Regions from separate parts of the Anas platyrhynchos genome. Here region 2 is linked to region 1. The links are chromatin contacts, called in public Hi-C maps. All regions are on one chromosome and are shown on one strand. The core of a region is the stretch at or near the end of the contact, and the rest is flanking DNA. Distances in the headings are between cores, read along the strand shown.

Region 1 (3,853 bases), core at 510-3,009:
AAAAAAAAAAAAAGAAAAAAAAAAAAAGCCACCCTAAATAAAAATAATTTTCTGTCTGATATCCTCAGATCAAGGTGATATCTGGCTAAGGTTGTGCAATGTACCTGTTAGACCTGAAGAACTCAGACGTACTAGGCAAAGCCCAGATGTTTTAGGCACACAGGCATCCCTAAGACATTAGACATTAGGATGCCCTATAAATTAGGATGTATTACAGAACGTCCCTGCACTTACTGTTACTAGTAGGGCATCCCAACTCTGTATTTCATTTTGGATTGCCCTATCTCCCCAGGCAAACCTCTCTGAGTCCCACTCTGCCAGCCATATAATTCACCAGGTATTGTCTGCAACACCCAAGCCCTTTACTGGATATAGCCCAAATCCCATCTGGCATTTGGACTGTCCCTCACTGATTTTTATGGAAATGAGATTCCCACAGACATTTGAAAATTATTTTTATACCACATTATAGATACAGAAATTTCTTTCAGTAGGTAAACAAGCAACATAATACAGTCATATTTTTATTCCCATTGTCTTTATTCCCTCACAACATGCTTAAGTATTCCCTAGAGCATGTTATTAGATACAATATAAAACCATGACTGATTATAATGATGAGTGATGAGAGAAAAGTGTCCTGGCAGGTGTCTAATAGAATGTAATCACTCGACAGGAAGCGTCTGGTACCATTCAGTAACAATATCTCTCAACCTCAGATTTTTTTTTTTTTTTTCAGATTTCAATATCCAGAAGCCATCCATCTCATTTTCTTTCAGTTTATAAAATTTTGCTTCCTTTTACCCACAACTATTGACAAGACTATTATCTAAACGAATATTAGTGCTTTCTTAATTAGCAGACAATTCAGCTGTGAATCGCACACAAAGCCTTGTCTGTTTTAATAAATGGTTACATTGCTTTACCAGTGCTGAGCGATTAATTACTCAGAAACTGCATTTCGTTTTTCCATGTGGTATTTTCCTAGCATTTGCACTGTGCTTTAACCCATGGAATTGTCAAATAGACTGAGAGTTTTACTCCCAACCTAGGTTTCCCAAGAAATATCAAAAAAAAAAAAAAAAAGAGGCAGTTAACAGCTTGGAACAGGAATCCTTCTGTGCCCCTGATTTTCTGTCCTCACCAAGAGGACATCTGAAATCTGTCTGCCTCAGTGCAGTTAAGTTACCTGTATACTTCTCTACGAATCTGTTCATCTCAAAATATTTTAAGACTTCTACTTACATGTCATTTTCCCCTGTTTTCCTATGGCTTTTTAGTATGTGTAAACAAGACCTGAGACCTCAGGCCTGATTCTTCTTTACATTTGTTCACAACAGCAAATATAAGGCAGGACTAACTCTTCACAGAAGCTGCCCAGGATACATTTGTCAACTTCAACAGGACTTAACTAATTTATACCAGCTCCAAACTTTGCTTATGGTCTTTTACATTCACTTGGCCACAAGATTACAGAAGCTGCAGTGCAGGAAAGTGAACAATTCAGCCCTCTTCCCTCCACCCACATCTTTCATTTGTGTGTAAAACACCTACTCCATTCCAGGAGATACACAGATATGCAACATCAGTAAACTAATGAGGTATAGCCTTGAGGAGAGTCAATTCTACGTGCCTCAAAAGCACCTACATTTGGAAACATAGGGCGGATGTTCAAATGTCGGTCCTGTTTTTGTTAATTAGTAATAAAAGCACATGAAAACCTAACACTGTGTCCACTGTTGTTTATAAACTAAAAAGCTCCATACGGAATGGCAGTAGATAGCCTGGGTGGGTAATCTGCACAGTCTGTTCTGGGCACCAAGGCTTTTAATGGCTTGCTTTTTATCATGCGTCTCAGGAAATATTTTGTCTGATCGATGACTGTTGTATATATACTGCCTGAGCATATTGCAGTCCCATTTCACGTACGGATGTTTTGACTTGCTAACTCAAGTAGAAGAATGCAAGTAAATGATAGGAGTATTTTGCATTTCAATATTAAATGCATTCTGGTTTTAATTAGTAGAAGAACAAGAATTGGTTTACAATAAGGTCCACTAAACCACTTGCAGCACCATCTGCAAAGAATGTCAAGGGCTCTGAGTTAAGCTCATATTAAAAGTGAAGTACTACAACTGATTCTGATCCATGGCTTACCACTCCTCCCTGGACCCTTCAGATATCTCAGGTGTTATCTCCCCTTTTATCACTGTGGCCCATCTTTCTCTTCTGTCTTCATTCACATGGCTGTCCAAAGCTACAAGTTCTGCATTCTGCCTCCAAATATGTTCTGTTCAGCCTAAAGATTGTTCTGAATCCTTCTGTCTTCTCATCCTGGGGAAATTCACCAAAAGTCATGCACTTCTTCAAAAGACTCACATACAGGTGTTTCATCCCTAACAGAGCACCAGAGTTTCACCTATAGTGAATAATTTAATATGAATCATACCCATGTAAATGCAAACATCATCCCACTAGTATGGGATATCCTGTGATGGCAAGCCCTATATCTTTATCAGCACAACAATTTGCCAGCAAAGCAGTAACAAAGCTTTAAATAGTGCCCTTTTAGTAGGCATTTAAGGGTGTTTGATAAAACTCAGCTTACGTATGAATGTAGAAACATCCCTGAGAGAGTTTTTTATTTTCAGATAACAACTATATTAGTTAGGAGATTTGATGATATCTTTAAAGTCGCATAGCAAGCCCATAGCAGAGCTAGAAATAGAGCGCATAAGTTCAACTTCTAACATTCTGTTTGCTACTTAACTTTCTGTTTTCTTATCTCACCAGGAGGTAACTTGCCTGGAACAGCAGCAGGTTACAACTTCAGTACTCAGAACCAGTTTTGCTCCAGCCCATGTTCCCTTTACCCATCAATGAATTGCCAAGATAACTTGCTCAGGAAAAGGATGGGGCTACAACCTTGGCAAGTTTAAAAAAGCTGAGTTCAATCACAGTCAATAGCTAGGGCTGGTCTTCAGCAAAAAAAAAAAAAAATAATCCATTTTTCTATGAGTCCCATAAACATATTTTAAATCCTTTGTAGAATGCCTTCATTTATTAGTATGACAAGGACTTTCTGTAGATGAAGTCTCCTTCGCTACACTGCAGCTTTGCTAGTTATCACAGGCATTCTTATCTGACCAACAAAAGGTTGATCAAACATTCTTTTTATTTAATCAGTATTTTCATTCAAAAGTTAAATAAAGTCTCAGTGACCATTTATCTCACACATAGATAAACGACTGTTTACTATCAGAACATGCTCTTCTACTAAAAGATTTCCATATTGTATTTTCTGAACTGGCAGGTTGGGTTGCTGATAAAATGAATAACCTTACAAATTTAAGGGGGTCTCCAATGAGCCTTACTAAAGCACTCACATTGGCATGCATGAATGATGCTTCAATGCCACATCTTTCACTCAACTGCTACCATGTTGAAATAACTAGTCGCAGTGTTTCATCAAAATGCAAATTACATGACAAAACACAGCTGTGATAAATGACATAAGACAAACAGGAAAGACTGTAACAACACCAAGCTAAGGAATGTTGCCTTGTTCACTTGTAGCTATTATCAGTACCTAAGGAACAGTAGGGAGGTCTATTAGTCCCGGTGTTGGGATGGGCTACCATTTCTCACCCAAAGCTAGAGAAGCACTGTGGGATTAGATTCTTATCTGTAGCTCCTAGGCCTGCATTTAAATAAACATTTTTCTTAATTTGGTCACAAGCATTTAAGCCTCGTTCCATTACTGAAGCAATCGGGTTGTTTCATTCCCATATGCTACTTCAGTCTCGGTTTTGGATGCTATTGTGAAGTTGACCAAGAGAGGGCACCCGGCCCT
Region 2 (3,853 bases), core at 1,002-3,501, 86 kb after region 1:
TGAACATTTGAGTGCCCTACTTCACTGCTCTGAGGCTAAATTGCATGTAAGAATCCTTTGGGCTTTGAAGAATGGGATTATATAACAAGTAAAAAGTGTAATTCAATGATTCTTCCTAATTCAATCCTCCTCCAAAGCCTTTCTGACTCAATTTACCATGAAATGTCAAGTAAAATTTTAAAGGATTTTATTTGACATTTTATTCATCTTTATAAAATAGTCAATCAGTCCCCTGTGTGCAAGCTTCACATTAGAAAGAAGTCTAACTACAAAAACATACATACCAGTGTCTCAGTGTATGTGCAGGAGAAGTCTCATGTTTGTGTTGTTTTTGTGTGTGTGTGTGTGTGTAGAACAGTTGTAACTATGCAAAAAAATGACCCTTCCATAGCTTGTTATGATTAACTTATTTAATTTACAAAGCTATTTCAATATGAATATTGAACTCTGCCCTTGGATTCTTCTTAGGCTTTATAAATCATCATCACCTGCATGTGTTTCAGTTACACAAAATACTTTAGAAGTTATGGCACATATTTCAAATGTTAGAGAAACTAGTTTCAAGTGACTCCCTCTGTCTTTAAATAAGTCTAGTGTGTTTATTTACTATACTCTGATTTGAAAGGCCTTTAAACATTCCAATATTTGAGGGAAAAAAGTTACCTTTACAAGGTTTTCTTTCTTCTTTATAGGGGAGCACAAGTCAATAGCAATCCTGCAAACTTTTCTCGTGTCTGATTAATCAGAAAAAAAACTTCAAATCTTCAAAACCAGGAAGACATGAATTTTGCTCTTTATATAAAACACCACACCTTTCTCACACCCTACAAGTTTTATACAACAGAATGGTCTTTCTAGCCAAAACTGCCTTTGCTCCTAGCCAACTCCGTTACCTCCAGGAAAACTAGACACTTGTGAGAAGCTAGACAGTAAGGCAGAGTTTATAAATCCAAAGATATTCCCCCAATCCTAAATCAATTAGGATATAAATTCATAGTTCTGTTTTTGATACTTCTAGTACAAGAACTCAGATGTTTTCCAAGAAGGAACATTTTTTTAAAAAAGCAGTAAAGACTACCTGGAAATTACACACACAGGCGAAACAGCACAGGTTCTGTGCCAACAATGTAGATCTTGTTTTTATTTCAGCTTAAATCAAATAAAGCCTGAATCTACAACGTGAATTTTTGTACGTACCTTTCAAGGCAAATTACTGAAAATAGAAACTGAACCCTTCACTACCTCAATCCTTTTTTTCTAACTAAAATCTGTTTTCCATAAATGATACATGGGGATAGGCCCCAAACAGTTAAATCAATTAGCAGCTTCTGTATCCAGGAGCATGCCACATAAGAGATCTCGGTGCACTAAGACAGCGCTGTTCAATGGAATAAGCAGCCTCCCAGCAAAAAGATGTAACACACAAAAAAAGCAAGCAGCACTATAGACAATTCCAAAACTTCAAACCCTCTTTAACTCGTTGTCTTTCCACCTTTGCTTACAGAGACGTTAACAAGTGCTGCCTGTCTCATAATAGGTGAGCATTTTTTGCTTACATAGTCCTGTATTATGAATGTTGAAAAACCTGTTGTAAGGAGATCTGTTTTTCTCCTGGGGGGTAGGGGGGGGAGGTTGGGGGTAAGGACACAAACCAGATTAGACAAGGATTTACTGTTCAGCCTGCCAGGTTTACATTTTAATATTACCATTCTTAGATGCCCGCACTGAAAAGGCCTTGACTGGATTACTAGTGCCAGTTTGGGAGAGGTTTCCCTTAGTATGATTCTCTGATTTCACATTCCCATACTTTTTCTATGCGTTTTATTATCATTAACAGTCTCCTGGGAAGTTAAAAAAAGTAAATAAATTTCTAGCCCACCTTTCTGAAGAATACACTGAGAAAATAAGGCTCTATATTAACAGACCCAAATAAAGGCACTTGAAACACCTCAGGACATTTTACACTTCTCTTTTCATGATAGACAAGAAAAACAAAACATTGACCACACTGTTAAAGCAAGGAAAAGGACACTGATGCCAGAAAATTCACTTACCACGTAACCCATTAGGGTGTTGGGAGCCAGTAGCAGCTTGTTTTCTCTGGGAAACAACTCTTGGCTTAACTGATTTGAGTTCTTCCAAATAAAAATTAGCAAGGTAATAAAATGACATCTGTAACTGGCTTCCGTCTGCCCCATCAGTTCAACAAGAGCAAAGAAACCCACCCCTCTTTGGTGGAGGCCTAACCTTTCTGAAATCAGACTGCTTGTATTATATAACTGTTCTCATTTGCTTTAATCAAACCACCTTGCTGTATATGCAGCAGGTGAGAAGTGTTACAAGATGCAAAGGATTACCTTAATTAATGATCTGGTGAACAGCTTGGTTCACTTAGCTCAGCCTTTTACCCCAACAGCAGTATCACAGGCATCCTCAGAGGACCATACAAGTAATTACAATCATAGTAGAGAACTCCAGCATGTCAATCATTCATACTACAGTCCCATACTAATAGAATGATAACAGATAATGGTTTACATGCATCCATCTCATCGCAAGCCCTCAGTAGCTCAACACAGCCAAACTGGGTCCACAAGCATCTCACCTTAGGAGCACTCAGCCAGGACACCCACCTGGTATGACACAGGAGAGAGAAGTAATGGGGCTCACGGGGTGTTGCTAGAGCTGGCAGCTCAGTATGACCTACCTTGATCAGGAGACGCCGTTCAGGTGGTAATGCTCGTTCACGCCTTGATGCCTGCTGTGCTGAGATGCAGTCATACATTGGCAACCTCAGGAAAAGGCAGACTTGCTTTTCTTCACCAGAGACAGATGGCAAGGTCAGCACCCTGCCTGCTCTCAGCTGTCTTCTCAGCAACTTCCCAGCCAGCCTTCCCAAGACATGCTCCTGAGCACTATCACCTCTTCCACAATCAGGGAAGCACAAGCAGCGATGCCCAGTGGTGCTCTGCCAGCTGCTGCCTCCTGTGAGGAATCACTCCTCCTGTAGGGAAGTCACCATCACATCCTCCCAGCTATGAACTCCTCATGCACAAGACCCCCCCCACTACAAGCTTTGGGCACCCACTGATTGATATCACCATCTGATTAAGCGGAGAACAAACTAGTGCCAATTTTCTAAAATGATCAACCTGAGAACTAGCTTGTTAGGGGAAATTCTCAATCAGCTCCCAAAATAAGTGTCTTTGTGAGCATCTGAAGCTTTACTGATGTTGATTTTTTTATTGCAATGAGATTAACGTGAATATTTACATAGATAAGATGCAACATGTAAAAAGTGCTCGTGCACACAGCCTGGCACATAAAGGAATGCAGGCAGAAGCCATATTTTATGTACCTACTCCTATGGTTTCGTTACACACACATTTTGGCATTGCTCTTCCTTCTACTTGCTAATTACAAGACATGCTAATTAAGCAAAGGATTGATATAAACAGTACTGCACATTATACAAGTTTTAAACTGAGTAATTAAGAACAAAAAGGGAGAAAAACTATTCATAATTTCAATAACAGCAGAAGCCTGTGGGGGATAGGAGGGGAAATGCTCTTCAGAGGAGAAAGAAGACCTGACAAAGCTAGAATTACCTTTATCTTAAACTAGTACCAGATAATACTGGAAATATTGAACTTTCACAGAATAATAAAGAACAAAGCTCCACAAAACAGCAGACTGGGGGGGTCCTTTTTTTTTTTTAATAGATTTACTAGCCAGACTAATAATTAAACATTGAAGTAGAAAATAAGTGGCTTTTCTTCAAGTTACCTTATTCTTTGTCTACAGTGTATGTCCATTTCATTTGGTCTTTTGACATGAAAAAACAGAAGCTTTT

The links. Hi-C and Micro-C count contacts between places; a contact is called where the count stands out from the background.
Region 2: a Hi-C map of small yellow follicle shows a contact between it and region 1, with 2.4 times the contacts expected there. The contact joins the promoter of TUNAR here to the enhancer-like site in region 1. A contact is called at or near these places in 5 of 8 Hi-C or Micro-C datasets (F1 follicle, F5 follicle, liver and 2 more).

What each region holds. Positions count from the first base shown.
Region 1 is chr5:15,104,617-15,108,469 of IASCAAS_PekinDuck_T2T, forward strand. All of the region lies in intron 2 of TUNAR (transmembrane neural differentiation associated intracellular calcium regulator), which reads right to left. Among named protein-coding and RNA genes, the nearest start is that of TUNAR, 86 kb to the right of the region's middle. Within about 2 kb of position 1,760, at least 2 of the 8 cell types and tissues checked have an H3K27ac peak or open chromatin away from gene starts, as enhancers often do. A contact at or near this core is called in F5 follicle, where this site is marked.
Region 2 is chr5:15,189,915-15,193,767 of IASCAAS_PekinDuck_T2T, forward strand. TUNAR (transmembrane neural differentiation associated intracellular calcium regulator) reads right to left here and starts at 2,252. Exons shown (of 4, transcript XM_072038326.1): 1 at 2,055-2,252. It overlaps GLRX5 (glutaredoxin 5), which reads right to left. Exons shown (of 2, transcript XM_027459380.3): 2 at 3,849-3,853.